Linked DNA regions of Hordeum vulgare: regions 2 and 3 are each linked to region 1. Evidence: chromatin contacts called from public Hi-C data. All regions are on one chromosome and are shown on one strand. Each heading gives the region's core, a stretch centred on a gene start, on an enhancer-like site or on the middle of the called end of the contact. The rest is flanking DNA. Distances are from core to core; before and after follow the strand shown. Region 1 has its middle 300 kb from the start of LOC123402988. Region 2 holds the start of LOC123401386 (lysophospholipid acyltransferase 1-like). Region 3 holds the start of LOC123402988 (F-box protein PP2-A13-like).

Region 1 (4,902 bases), core at 1,084-3,583:
TATATCTTTTAGATGACAAATTTAAATCAAATTATGTTTGCATATTTGTGTTTCTCGTGACAAACACTTTCAAATAAGATTTATTTTAAATATATTTTGATGACTTTTGAAAATTTGTTAAGTTCAATGTTTGAAATTTAGTACTAGCAATCAATAAAAGTCAACTATTTTGTATCTACGTCCGACAGAAAAAAAATTCTTTAAATCATATATCTGAAACTTGTTGAAAGTGGGCATTTTTAATGCAAAAATGATAAGTTTCATTGTTGAAACTTAAAAGCCTTTTGAGGAATTTCCAATTTTATGTCCTCATGCGAGATTGAACAACTTCACCAATTACGAGGCAAATCGAGCGGATGACAGGTGTTGACAGGCGAGTGCCCCTGCCAATTTCCGCCCTCTTCATAGGTCATAGCTTTAGACACAGGGGGAGTGTTTTGCATATCTTGACACCATTGGCAGACACTTGTGGTGGGTTGGGTTGCCACTTGGTGGCGATTCAATCAGTTGATAAATATAGTACCTGTTGCAGGAGTTGTGTACAGGCAAACGCACAGAGAGAGGACATGAGCAAGCTTTAAGGGCAGACATACAAATTATAACAAAATGTCATTGTACTACTACATGTAAAGGTAATGACCTCACCGATGCTGATTTGGACCACATAATCAAGATTGGGGTGGGCTGTAAGGCTAAGATGTATTGATCAAACAATATATAACTAAACACGTTTGCCATACAGCTATTTTATTCATGGGATTGAACTCTGACCATACATCGTCGCGTTGCATGCAAGTCCAAGAATGAGAACGCTCATCTTTGGCTGCGGTGCAACATCTATGACTATGATCGTGTGCACGGGATTTGTTAATTTCACTCATTAGCACTGAGACTAATTGATGACAGTTTGCATACGAGCGCGTCATCGAAAAGAGTTTGCATGTGAGTGTGTGTTTTTATTGAGAATATTACACAGCCACATAACTTTTGGGGCTAAGGTAACACAAAACGATAACTCTAGAAGTTTTTTTACAAAAAAATACAACTCTGGGACAAGTCGGTAAGACAAACCTCAAATCTAGAGATTGAACACACATCTAACGAGTGGGTCCTACTAACCGTAGATGCAAAGTACTTCCTCCGTTCTTAATTATAGGTCTTTTTAGAGGTTGACTACATATGTATGTATATAAACATATTTTAGTGTGTAGATTCATTTATTTTGTTTCGTATGTAGATCCTTAATGAATTTTTTTAAAAAACTTATATTTAGGAACGGAGGGAGTAGTAGATAGCTAATTTTTAGCCGAGCTCACACCGGAGCTGCGCTTGAGGTGAGGCGAACCAAGCTCAAAATAACCTTGCATGCATGTTTTAGCTTCTTAAAACTGTCAAAATTTTAAAATGGTTGGGATAAATAGGCTAAAGATTTCCGAGATGACCACTTAAGATGTTTTCAATTACTATAACATTTTTATTTTTTATGAATAATTGCACAAAAATTAGGCCAAATCTTACAACTACCAAAATTTTAAAATGTCCCGATAAATTGGCCTAAAATTTTCCAAAGTGACCATTGGACGTTTTGCATTACTATTTATTTATATTTTCCAAAAACTAGACATTTTGGTCACATCTGTAAGGAAAAAGTAAAGTTTGGAAAAGTTAGCTTATTTCAAGATTTTTTTATTATTATCTAATAACTTAGCTGAGATCGTATCGGCTTAAGCCGACCTCTCAAGGCAAGCCGTCACTATAGTCAGTTAACATGGGACCCACATCCAACTGAAAAAACAACATGACATATTTCTTCTTATAACTGACTAATCAGGGTATTTTTAGATTTTTTTTGTTATCGGCTTGAAGTATGGTTGTGTTCTTCTTGTTTTAAATTCCCCTTTTTTGGTTGTGCTACATCAGCCTCAAATATTGTATATTTGTGAATCCCCTCTTTTTTTTGTTAACCATGTTTGTTGAGGGGGAATCCTATTTAGCGCTTGATGTTTATAGTGTTTTTGCAAACTGACGCATGAAGCAGGGTTAACATGGGAACCACATCCAACTGGAAAAACATTGGACTCACGTGACATAATTTTCCATTACCGACTAATCACGGAATTTTTAGATTTTTTTTGTTACCGGTTTGTGGTAGGATTGACTTTATTTGTTCTTAAAATCCTCCTCTCTCTTTTTTGTGCTACATCCGCCTCAAATATTGGGTACTTGTGAATTCCCTTCTTTCTTTCTTTCTTGCTAACCGACTGTGTGTCTATTTAGGCCTTGTGGACGAATCCTATTTGGCGCATCAGGCGCACGTGTATAGTATTTTCGGAGCTTCTATCTGCCGCACATTGACAGGAAGTCCTCGCACGCACAGGAGTGGTAGCTCCGATTGGGACGGTCCAGTTTTTTTCTCTCACAAAAATCTCATAATTCACCTTTTTCCCATTTTTATGTTTCTTTTTTCCTTTCTTTTTTTGGTTCTTTTTTCCTTTCCTTTTTTTATGAAAACGACCAACTGTTGAATTACCCGTCATTTCTTGAAAACATGAACATTTTGTAAAAAAGAGAACAAATTTGAAAGAGCAAACAAATTTTTAAAGCATGAGCATTTTTTGAATCTTGAGAACAAATTTTAAAACCGAGAACATTTAAAAAAACGTGAACCAATTTAGAAGAACGAACAATTTTTTAAATCATGACATTTTTTGATTCTTGAGAACAGATTATTTTTTAAAAAACACAGAACAAATTTGAAAGCATGATCAATTTTTTTAAGCACGAACATTTTTTGAATCTTGAGAATTTTTTTGAAACCAAGAGCAAATTTGGAAGCGTGAATATTTTTTAAAGCACAAACATATTTTGAATCTGGAGAACAAAATTTTGAAACCCCCAAACAAATTTGGAATAAAACGGAGAACAAATTTGAAAGCACGATTTTTTTTAAAGCACTAACATTTTTTGAATCTTGAGACCATATTTTGAAACCCTGAACAATTTTGGAAAATCCTGAAAATATTAGAAGCGTGATTTTTTTTTAAAGCACAAATGTTTTATGAATTTTGAGAACAAAATTTTGAAACGGAAATGTTTTTGGAAACCCCGAACGAAGTTGGAAGCATGAACAATTTTTTAAAGCACTGACATTTTTTGAATCTTGATAACAAATTTTGAAAATGAGAACAATTTTGAAAAATCCTGAACAAATTTGGAAGCGTGAACAATTTTTGAAAGCATAAATATTTTTGGAATCTTTTGAAACGGAGAATTTTTTGGAAAACCACGAATAAATTTGGAAGCGTGAACAACTTTTTAAAGGACGGACATTTTTGAAATCTTGAGAACAAATTTTGAAACTGAGAACAATTTTGAAAAATTCTGAACAAATTTGACAGCACGAACATTTTTTGAAAATTTTGATATTTTTTGAAGTTATGAATGGCTTTGAAAAACGGGTACTACTTAAAATTTAGAACTAAAAACATTTTTTCTGTTGGAAGATTTTTTTTTGAAAATCCAGAACATTTTCGAAATAGAAACAAAAAAAGAACCAAGAAACGAAAACCCGGTTCAAGGAACCTTTAAGGTTCCCAAAACCGGGATATGCTAATGGGCTAGCCCATAAAATTCCTCGCCTCGCTCCGGTTGGCGTTTGCCCGACAACTCGCCGCGTCGAGCGGGGGGCATTCCGATTTCCCTAGTATCATCATTATTTGCAAGCGAATCCAGATTGAGATTGAGGCAATCAAGTTAATTAAATTTTTGAATCACTCACTCAAGCCCATCGTTGAATCCTACTCAACAATTGTCGAATCCTACTCACCCGAAAAGGGGGTACTTATGTATGACGGAACGGGCCAATAAGGTCTTTCATAATAAAGAAATAGACGGAACTGGTATGAAACAACTTATTAGCAGATTATGTTGGGGAACGTCGCATGGGAAATAAAAAATTTCCTACGCACACGAACACCTATCATGGTGATGATTATCTACCAGAGGAAGGTCGGAGCCACATACCCTTGTAGATCACTAAGCGAGAAGCGTTAAGAAACGCGATTGATGTAGTAGAACGTCTTTGCGATCCAAATCGTTGTCGTCCCACGATCCGTCCTGATCTAGCGCCGAACGGACGACACCTCCGTGTTCAGCACACGTACAACTCGACGATGATCTCCGCTTTCTTGATTCAACAAGAGGGAGCGAAGAGGTAGATGAGTTCTCCGGCAGTGCGACGGCGTAACGGCGATGGTGCTGGAGCTAGTCCAGCACGGCTTCGCCTAAGCACCGCTAAAAACTAAACTAGAGGAGAAATGAATTTAGAGAGAGGGTAGCACGTGGCTAATTGTTGTGTCTCAAAAACCCTCAAAAGCTCTAGTATATATAGGAGAAGAGGAGGGAGGCCGCCGGCCCTAGGGATGCCCCTTTGGCTCGGCCGAAGTGGGAGGAGAGGAGCCTCCAATTCTACTCCTAGTAGGATTCCCCTTCCACTTGGAAACCTTTTCCACCTTTTGTATTTTTCCTTTATCTCCTACTCCAGCCGCATGGGCCCTTAGAGGTGGCTTCGGCCAGCCCACCAGGGGCTGGTTTGCCTCCTCTCTTGGCCCATGAAGCCCTAGGATCGTCACACCCCTCCCGGTAGTCCCCCGACACCCTCCCAGCACTCCCGCTACACTACCGATGAGACCGAAGCCTTTCCGGTGACCAAAACAGGAGTTCCTATATATCAATCTTTACCTCTGGACCATTCCGGAGCTCCTCGTGGCGTCCAGGATCTTATCCAGGACTCCGAACAACCTTCAGTCGCCAACACATATAACTCAACTATATCGAAATGTCACCGAACCTTAAGTGTGAAGACCCTGCGGGTTCGAGAACTATGCAGACACTCTCCGGTCA
Region 2 (4,902 bases), core at 924-3,423, 490 kb before region 1:
CATTAGCGCATTTTAAAGGTCATGATTTTGGATCTAGATAATCTATATGGGTGCCTTGTCCGACACAAGCTATACCGACAAAGTGGATACTGAACTCCATATGAAGGATGATCGAATTAATATAATCCGTAACTTAGGGGATGAAACAGGAACCAAATCTTATGCAATGCAATAGACCCATTAAGAAATAGGTAGCCTAGCAAAACCTGGGAAACCTTCTTTGGCACCATTTGAGAAAATGAAGTAGAAGAGGATGGTTGGGATGCATGGACATCGATAAGAATATAATTACTAATTAGAATGATTACTCAGACACTTGTGTCCATTAATTTAAACTTCTAGGTAGTGAACACAAAAATTAACTGCACCAAACAAGAGAACGAAGTTGAAGTGGATGGTGAGGAGGCATTAATATTGACAAGAACGGAACTAGAATTACCGCTCAACATTCGTTGCCACTGATTCACACTAATAACTAGGGAATAAAAGAATAACTGCGCCTATCTATTTACGGTAAATTTCAGTCAGAGCCTAATGGGACAGAACATCAATATCAATGATAATGGAACAGGATTACGATGCCTGCATTCATACTTCATTGAGGCAGTTTGAAATACTAAACTATAAGTTCGCTGGGTGAATAAAACATCACTAGTATCAAGCCTGTGTGTTTGGTTATGGAATAACCATCTTCAGACATGGCATGTCTTAATATTTAATTAAGTTGATGAAAAAATGTGTAGGTTTGGATGACTCCAGCTAGAAATAAATAATTTCTAAGTGAAACAAACAGAATCAATTATCTGGATTGACTATTTGTCAGGGATATTTGGATGGGAACTATTTTCTTTCTTCCCTTAATTTCCTTCTAAACAAATATAGGTCATATTAATTCAACCCCTCAATGTGACAGATCATAATCGCATCATAGTACCGCCAAAACAAACTTAACCTTTCAACGGAAGAACCGATTCACGTGAGAAACAAGGGGTGAAATAACACTAAAATCTCACGCAGTACAGATGAAAAATGGTTTCCCTTTCGCTTCCTCAACTATGGATGTGTGCATAGGTTTAACTGGCTAGAAAGGCAGATAAATTAGCAAACACAGGGATCCACCAGGTCAAAAAAACACAGTGGTCCATGAAGTACAGAATGTAACTAACATTAAAAGATTCATTGAAGGCATGCAATCCAAAATTGGCCCTAATGGTTCATGAGCACAAAACCAATAAGTTCTCTAATAGGAATTGGTAAGGTGATTAGGTAAAATCTCAACAATCACATCATATGTATTCATTGCAATCTTTACGAGATCACACATCCAAAATTTTGCAGGCATAGAAGAAATTTCATCCTGAGATAATACAACATCTTGTTTTTTCCTTGAAAATATTAATCATAAATAGCACCACATGGCTAGCCAGAGAAAAGTTGAAAATCATTTCTCCAACATGAAACCGTCCATGCTGCAGTTCCAACGACATCAGAAGCATCAAAAGCTCCATGCTCACTTACGGTTCCGTGGTTTTCCAATAGAATAAACTACTGTTTAACCCTGTGATGGCCCAACACTCTGGCTCGGCCACATCTGCAGATCCGCCTACAACTCCTCTGGTTTCCTAATGGAACAAGCTGCTGTTAACTGTACATTTCCTGCCCTGTTCTACCCAAAATGAAGGCGTAGAAACTGTGAATCCGGTATTGCTGATTCACCCGAAACTAGGCATCGGTATATGAACCCTGTAGACAAGTGGATGGAAGGGAGGGTTTCACCATGCGATGAGGAAGCCGAATGCGCCGAGGAAGGTGACGAGGCCAGCTCGGCGACGGCAGAGGAGCATGGCGAGGTAACCGAGCGCCATGGGCCCGACGAAGAGGAGGTTGGAGGTGGCCCCGAAGGACAGGTAGGAGAGCCCGGCGCCGCTGAGCCCCGCGTAGAGGTGCCGCCCCGTGGCGCTCGGCACGGCGCGCCAGAGGAGGCCCGTGGGTATGGTGGCCGCGAAGCAGAGCAGGAAGCGGAGCACGGGCACCGAGACGCCGATCGCCGCCGCCATCGGCTCCATCTCGAGCCCCATCGTCGCCACCGCCACCGCCACCGCCGCCGCAGAGGGGGGCGAACAGATGCGGGCGATGCAGGAATAGAGGATTTGGTTTTTTCTGATGATGAAGCGAGCTCGCGAGCCGCGCGTGTATATGTGCTGTGTGTGATGGCGTGGAAGCCCTGGGAAGGTATCTTTCCACACAGCCCCCTTTGCTTTGTTGAATTGGCGGTCCGAAGCGACAGGAAACTTGCGGCTCTTGGTAACGTCAAAGTGAGAAGATTTGGACAAATACCAACGATATCGGCAAATCATTGTCGTGGCGTACGCGGGTGCTAGGCAAGCTTCGTCTTTCTCTTTATTAGAAGAAAAAGTGATGAGCAAACTTGATACATCCACAAACGTGTCTAATCAGTAATCCAATAAGAGAAAGAAAGAAAAAAAATGACATAATCAAATTCTTTATATCATCTTTATACATTCAGGCTGTCCGCGAACTCTCATATTCATTTCAAATATAGAAAGGATATGAGGGCTCGCGGATGCGCCCACACGCTTTCGATCAGTCCGCTACGTAGGAGGCTGCTCCATCCTGGACCAACTTTTTTTTTCTTTATTCATTCTTTTTCTTTTCTCTTTTTCTTCATCATCAATCATGTGTAAGTGACCGAACATATGAGAAAAAATGAAAGATATGAATGCACGAACAGACAAATAGAGGACATGCCTAGTCAATAATCGAACGCGTCCGCGGATGTTTAGAGGATCATATTTGTTATATTCGGTTGTAGATGCTCTTAGCACTAGTACTCGTAGTTACTCCCACGGTTCCTAAATACTCAGTGATCTAAACGCTCTTATATTTTTTATAAAGGAGTATAAGATATTTTAGAGATTCCACTATCAACTATATACAGATATATATAGATTTATTTTAAAATACACATTCACTCATTCGTTTCGTATGTAATTTATATTAAAATCTCTAAGAGTCTTATAGTATTTAGTAAGGGAGCGAGTACATGATTGAAGCAATATACGAAGTCATGGGCATAACACTTGACTATTCTAACCTTAGGGCTTTATATCATAGAATAATTGATTGAACTCATCGTAATCCCAAGCGTAAGCCTTGTTTGGCTGAGCTTTGGGTGGCAATTACGGTGTAAGCATGCCGTACATGCATACGTACATTTCAAGAGATGCTTCTGACGTGCCTTGTAATTTCAGCACTTAGGTAGAATTATATATGCGTTGTGAGCCTTTTATTTCATTTCCAAAAATTATATCACATTCAAGCGTTTCTTGTTCAAATCGCAATAACGAACTCATGTAAAAAAGAACTCATGATAATCTGCTCAAGTGGAAGTTGGTATTTTTTTTCTCTTTTTTTTTGGGCAGGGAAGTACAAATTCATAGTTTTTTTTAACACGGTACAGATGGAAGTGCTTACATACACGCGCATACACTCACCTTTATGAATGTACACACGCACACCCTACGTCTATAAGCACCTCCAAGAGACTGAGCTCACATATTATCTTGAGATTTTACGAAGTCATCGTAGGCGCTTCGTTGTCGTGGGCGGGGGATATCATTGTCCTTCTAACCATCCAACCACAGGTTGGTTTGCGTGAAAACACATAGTTAGTTAATAAATATGTACAGCTATGGTATTGGAACGAGGGTTTAACCTCCTTTTTGAAAATTATAATAAGGTTAGAATACCGATACGATATTTATCTTTCTTTGCAATTAATACACAGTACATGGACACAAGCGTCTTTGTCCATGTCTTTTTAGAGCATCTACAGCCGGAATTTGCAAAATCGGCCCTTCAAACGTCTGTGGACATGTCCGGCCTCGTTTTGGACCCCTTTTTTCGTTCGCGCACCCGTATCTCTCATATTTTTCCTCATATGTGCGTTCACTTGCATGTGATTGGTGGAGAAGAAGAGAAAGAAAGAAAAGAATGAATAAAGAAAGAGAAAAGGTGGTTCGAGATGGGGTCGCGTCCTATGTGGCGGACTGACCGGGCGTGCCCGAGCGTGTGTGCGAGCCCTCATATCGTCCCCATATTTGAGATGGATTTGAGCGGTGCCAGTCAGTCTGGGCGTTTGAAATAGATATGAGGGGTTCGGTTGGGTCGACTTTTTGTGACCGGCCAATGACTCGGCGGGTTGCCCACGCGTTTGAGGCAGATTTGAGGGGTCCGGTTGTAGATGCTCTTAAGCGTTGTCAAATTTGTATCATGTAAACAACACGTGGTATTCATCTTTTTCAACGAATTAAGAGCATCTACAGTCGGACTGGGAAAATTCGGCCCCATATATGCCTACGGATGCGTCCGGGCATATGCCCGTGGACGCATTCAGAGGGCCCCTCTTACTTCGCTCTGTGCATTCACATACCTCATATACGGACTTTCAAATCCATACAAAGTCATGCACGTCGATCATGTGATACTAAACATTGCACGTAAAACAAATGTTGGTACCGAACTTAAAAAGTATTTACATCAATTTTGTTTGAAGTGCACAATCAATCATCTCCTCTTTGATTTCCATTGTGAGTCCACATATGGTCCACGAGATAGTTGAGTAGTTGCGTGTGCACATAGTGATCTCGGAGATTCTGATGCATCTGCAGAAAGTTCATAAGTTGCATTGCATCTTGATCTTCAGGGATTTCAACTTGTTCTCTAGGTGCTTCAAAATCATTGGTGTGGGCTACACCATCACCCTCATCATCGGCGATCATATTGTGCAAAATAACACAACATGTTATCAACTGCCACAAAGTTTCTTGTTCCCACATCATTGCAGCCCCATGAACAATTCCCCAATGCGCTTGCAGCACT
Region 3 (4,902 bases), core at 959-3,458, 300 kb before region 1:
GCAAAAGTATGCATCCAAAATGTTCCCTTCTAATGTGTGACCATGTCTCACTTAGATTATTCACTCTCCATATCCCATACACTCAAGGCAAGAAGGTTCTTTCATAAAAAAATACTATTCCCACCAGGCAACCATATATTTTCCAATATATCTTTTCCTTTCAGAGAACCTCTTCTGTTGATCCATCTTTGTTTGTAGTCAGTCAATATGGGATTTTTTTATAGTATGTTGTTTCATTTTTAGCTGATTAATACAGAAATCTATAGCCCTTCATAGCAAACATGAACATTCATTTTAACCTGTCTTAAATACTCCCTCCGTTCCAAAATATAAGACATTTTAGAGATTTCACTAGAAGACTACATACGGAGCAAAATGAGTGAATGTACACTCTAAAATATGTCTATATACATTCGTATGTAGTTTATAATGCAATCTCTAAAAGGTCTTATATTTAGGAACGGAGGGAGTATATCATAATATATCTATATCAAAGAAAATGTTTTCATTCTCACTGATCACTATCTCCTGAATTAATAGTCATGCACATTTCACTTGACTAACATCTACTCCCTCCGTTCCTAAATATAAGTCTTTTTAGAGATTTCACTAGTGGACTACATACGGATGTATATAGACATACTTTAGAATATAGATTCACTCATTTTGCTCCGTATGTAGACCACTAGTGAAATCTCTTAAAAGACTTATATTTAGGAACGGAGGGAGTAGTTTATGCCAATACGAAATCAAGTACGGAGTAGCTTGCAAAATTAGCAACATTTAGGCAATGTGAGGTTAGCTCCTGACCTTTAAATGATTTGCCTAATTTGGAAAAATGGCTCTTATCAATTAAGTATACCATGAAACTATGCAAAGTAAGAACAACAGGCAAAATAGAGTTAATTCTTTAGGAGTTAAGAAAGAATATGTCAGCAATACTCCGGTGATACGGCTGTTGACCTGAACAAGAAAACCAACTGCTGAGACGGTTTCTTCAATGGTAGCTATTGTAATTCACATCTCAGAGAAAAAATGTATATACAGAAAAAGGTCAGCAAGAGGAAGAAAATACCTTGATTCATCTGTGACAAGGTGGCTCCAATATCTTCGGTCCTCTATTCCTGTGATCGCCATCGCTTTTGAGGAGATGGACATACAAAGACCTCCCTTGTTTTTCTCGATCCAGAATTCCTGCAAATCGCAGCATGGTTGCCTTTTAAGCAGAACAATTCATTTCAAGCAAGAACGGTCCATGAACAAAACTACAGACAAACCAACCAAACATGAACAAAAATGGAAATAGAAATCCTCTCCGGTTTCCAGAATTAACCACTATATCTGCACAATTAATCATCTAGGCATATGTCCTAATAATAATCAGCTGCCATAAAAGATTATAGTTAAATGAGCTACCTTTGTACCGGCATCAAATGGAGTAGGTCGGCACAGGCGCGCGTAAATCCCCTTTTTAGTCGATATAGGGGAGCAGGGCTTGACATTGCCGTCTCCGTCGCCACCGCCCTCATCATCGGCAGCAGCTGCGAGGGCCGCAAGGTAGCGGTAGTTAGCGGGCAGCTTGCCGGCCCAGACGCAGTCCGCGGATGCGGCGCCCCGAAAGGCGCGGTTGAGGCAGGCTACCTGGCAGATCTCCGGCGGGTCAAGGTTGAGCAGCACCGCCGCCACGCAGCTCTCCGGCATGTCGCCGAGAGATGTCTCACCCCAATCGGCATCCGCGCCAAGGATGCTCGATCCCGTCCCCATCTAAGATCAAATTGCGTGGATTGTGGCAGCCTTCCTTGCGGACGTACCACCCAGCGCCTCAGATTTGCCCAGCGAAGTAGGATTGTAGCCAAGAAACCACCAATTGGCCTTGTATCCGGGCGAGCAGAAATCAAGAATCACACATGCGGAGCTAAATTATCGTCGAATACAAGCCTTTGCGCGGCCGATTCGATCAAAGGGTCGCACCTTCCGACCCCCGCTGGCCTCAAATGGACCAAAAAATGCCCCGAATTCCTACCAGCGTGGCTAAAAAACCCAACCTTTCGCGAGAATCGAACCCAAATTGATGGGAAAACCAGGGCTTGAATCGAGAGGCGTGTCGAACCACCTCGACAAAAGATTTTCCTCGAATGGAAGGGGAGAGGCGCTGGGAGGAAACGCAGAGATTTTTCGGAGGCCTTTTAAAGAAGAGAATTGGTCCACCGCCCCTCCAGTCCCGGTATCGATACACGGCCATACGGTAGGACCGTATAACAGACATTGCCGTTTGGGTCCAATTGTTTAGTTATTATCTCCGGCCACAAAAGATTAGCACAGTGGATAATGTAGGATAGTGGCACATTTATGTGCAAGTAGTTCGCGCGGATTTTGATTCGATTGGATTGGGAATGGATTAAGTTCGAATTTAGCACTGTACTTCCAGTTAACAAGGGTTCGAAGACACTCTTAAACGACAGATGCTGCTACTTAAACGGATAAAACCGATTTTGCCAAAAAGATACTATTTATCATTGTAAAACGCAAAAATGGTTTTTATGTAATTATGTTTTAGTATCGTGTGAAATTAAATGATTAGTGCAACTGTCTGCAAGCTGAAACAAAAAAAATATCTTTATATAGTACTTCCTTCATAAACTAATATAAATAATTACTACTTCCTTGGTCTTAAAATTATTGTCTTTAATTTATCTAGATATAAATGTATCTAGTCATGTGTTAGTATTTAGATACATCAATTTCTAGACAAACGTAAGATAAGAATTTTGGAACGGAGAGAGTATTTTAATGGTCTAATTGTTTTTATATTAGTTTTTTAGAGGGAGTATAATATTACTTCCTCCGTTTCAAAAATTTTGTCTTAGATTTGTCTAAAAATAAATATATTTAAATACCAAAACATGATTAAATAAATTCATATCTAGACAAATTTAAAACAAAAGTTTTGAGACGAAGGAAGTATTAGGATTGTTGGACATGGGAGCAATCGCTCATTATATTTGTGGCTTGTGGACCATAAGGCACTCACTTAAGAAAATGATTACTCCCTCCGGATGGGAGTACAAGTAGGACACAAGCTTTTAGTTGCTCAATTTGACTATCAAAATATGTGTGATATATTATAAAAATTATTACCTTTGTCACATAATATAAGAGTATTTTTTGCATTATAGTGTCAAAATGCTCTTATATTATGGGATAGAGTATATTTCTACATTCAATGTTAAATGAATCTTTCTAAACATATACATTTTTGTGGCATATTATACATATTTTGCTAGTCAAACCGAAAGCGTAAGTTGTCGTGACCGACTTATATTACCGCATTGAGAGGGTATTTGATATTCTACACACTAGCACTTGGAAGCTCGACAAACTACATATAAATAGCGCACATGACGGCAACACTTGGCTAGTTTGCACAACCTAACGACCCTACACGTCTACATGGCATCCTACGCGCTGACACACATAGACACACACCCCATAGTGATGCACAAAGTGATGACACTCGCAATAACAAGATCAAGCCCACCATGTAGCACACCGACGGTGATGGAACCTACACCACCACTACACCACCACTAATAGTTGCATGAGAAAGACCCACCTATGATGGATTGAGGACCTACATAAGACCCCCCCTCCCATACGTTGTGGCGTCAAGCCAACAGGGCGCGTCCAAGGGGGGTGGTCGTACCCTGATGGATTGAGACCACCTCCCGCAGCCTCCTCACCTAACTCCGCCTTCATAAATCTTAATATGTTAAGAAAACACCAAGGAGCCACCCAAAATACTTTTTTCGCCATCGCATGTCTTTGTTCCGTCGTGATCCCATCTAAAGCCGTGTACCGATGCCCCACCGGAGGAGGGATCAATCACGGAGGGCCTCTACATCAACCTTGCTGCTCCCATGATGATGCGTGAGTAGTTTACCATAGACCTACTGGTCCGTAGTTAGTACCTAGATGGTTCTCTCTCTCTCTCTCTATGTTCTTCAATGCAAAGATCACCACGATTCGGTGATCTATCCTATGTAATCATCTTTGCGGTGTGTTTGTTGGGATCCGTTAAATTATGGATTTATGTTCAGATAATTCATGAAAATATATTGAGTATTTGCTGATCATATATATGCAGGATTATAATAGCTTCATATTTATCTCTGATCTATCGGTTTGGTTTGACCAACTAGATTGATTTATCTTTAGTGGGAGTGGTGAGTTGTAATGGGTTTAATCTTACGGTGCTCAATCCCAGTGATAGAAAGGAACATGACACATATTTGTATTGTTGTCGTTAAGAATAAAAAGATGAGGCTTATTCATATTAGTTTAGTTTACTGTGTCTACATCATGTCATCTTGCTTCAAGCATTACTCTGTTTTCACTTACTCAAGATGCATGCTGGATAGCGGTCGATGGGTGGAGTAATAGTAGTAGATGTAGGTAAGAGTTGGTCTACTTGCTTATGGACGTGATACATATATATATATGATCATTGCCGTGAATTAATATTACATAACTATGTGCTTTTCTATCAATTGACGAACAATAATTTGTTTACCCACCGTATGCTCTCTCTAAGAGAGAAGCCTCCAGCAAAAACTATGGCCCTGAGGTCCTCACAAATCGTATTACAAAAATACCAAATATATCTCTGCCATGTACTTACTTTTATTTTATTTTATATTTATATTATCTATCTATCACTACTTATCGCTTGCAAGTAACGAGTTCGAGGGATTGGCAACTCTCTTGCCCGTGTTGGGTGCAAGTGTGTACTCTTTTGTGTGTAGGCGCTGAAGACGGGAATTTGCGTGGTTCTCTTATTGGTTCGGTAACCTTGGTTCTCAGTGAGGGAAATACTTATCTCTACTCTGCTGCATCTTCCCTCCT

Evidence for each region. A called contact is a pair of places that touch in the nucleus more often than the background predicts.
Region 2: a contact with region 1 is called in a Hi-C map of leaf, with 3 times the contacts expected there. The contact joins the promoter of LOC123401386 here to the enhancer-like site in region 1. A contact is called at or near these places in 2 of 6 Hi-C or Micro-C datasets (leaf and seedling).
Region 3: a contact with region 1 is called in a Hi-C map of leaf, with 9 times the contacts expected there. The contact joins the promoter of LOC123402988 here to the enhancer-like site in region 1. A contact is called at or near these places in 3 of 6 Hi-C or Micro-C datasets (leaf and seedling) and 1 of 1 datasets of contacts at active chromatin or transcription factors (embryo).

What each region holds. Positions count from the first base shown.
Region 1 is chr6H:436,473,387-436,478,288 of MorexV3_pseudomolecules_assembly, reverse strand. No RefSeq gene overlaps it. Among protein-coding and RNA genes, the nearest start is that of LOC123402988, 300 kb to the left of the region's middle. Within about 2 kb of position 2,333, at least 1 of the 3 cell types and tissues checked has open chromatin away from gene starts, as enhancers often do. A contact at or near this core is called in leaf, where this site is marked.
Region 2 is chr6H:436,967,139-436,972,040 of MorexV3_pseudomolecules_assembly, reverse strand. LOC123401386 (lysophospholipid acyltransferase 1-like) reads right to left here and starts at 2,173. Exons shown (of 8, transcript XM_045095174.1): 1 at 1,777-2,173. The coding sequence starts at 2,078.
Region 3 is chr6H:436,770,128-436,775,029 of MorexV3_pseudomolecules_assembly, reverse strand. LOC123402988 (F-box protein PP2-A13-like) reads right to left here and starts at 2,208. Exons shown (of 3, transcript XM_045096961.1): 1 at 1,417-2,208; 2 at 1,076-1,194. The coding sequence starts at 1,764.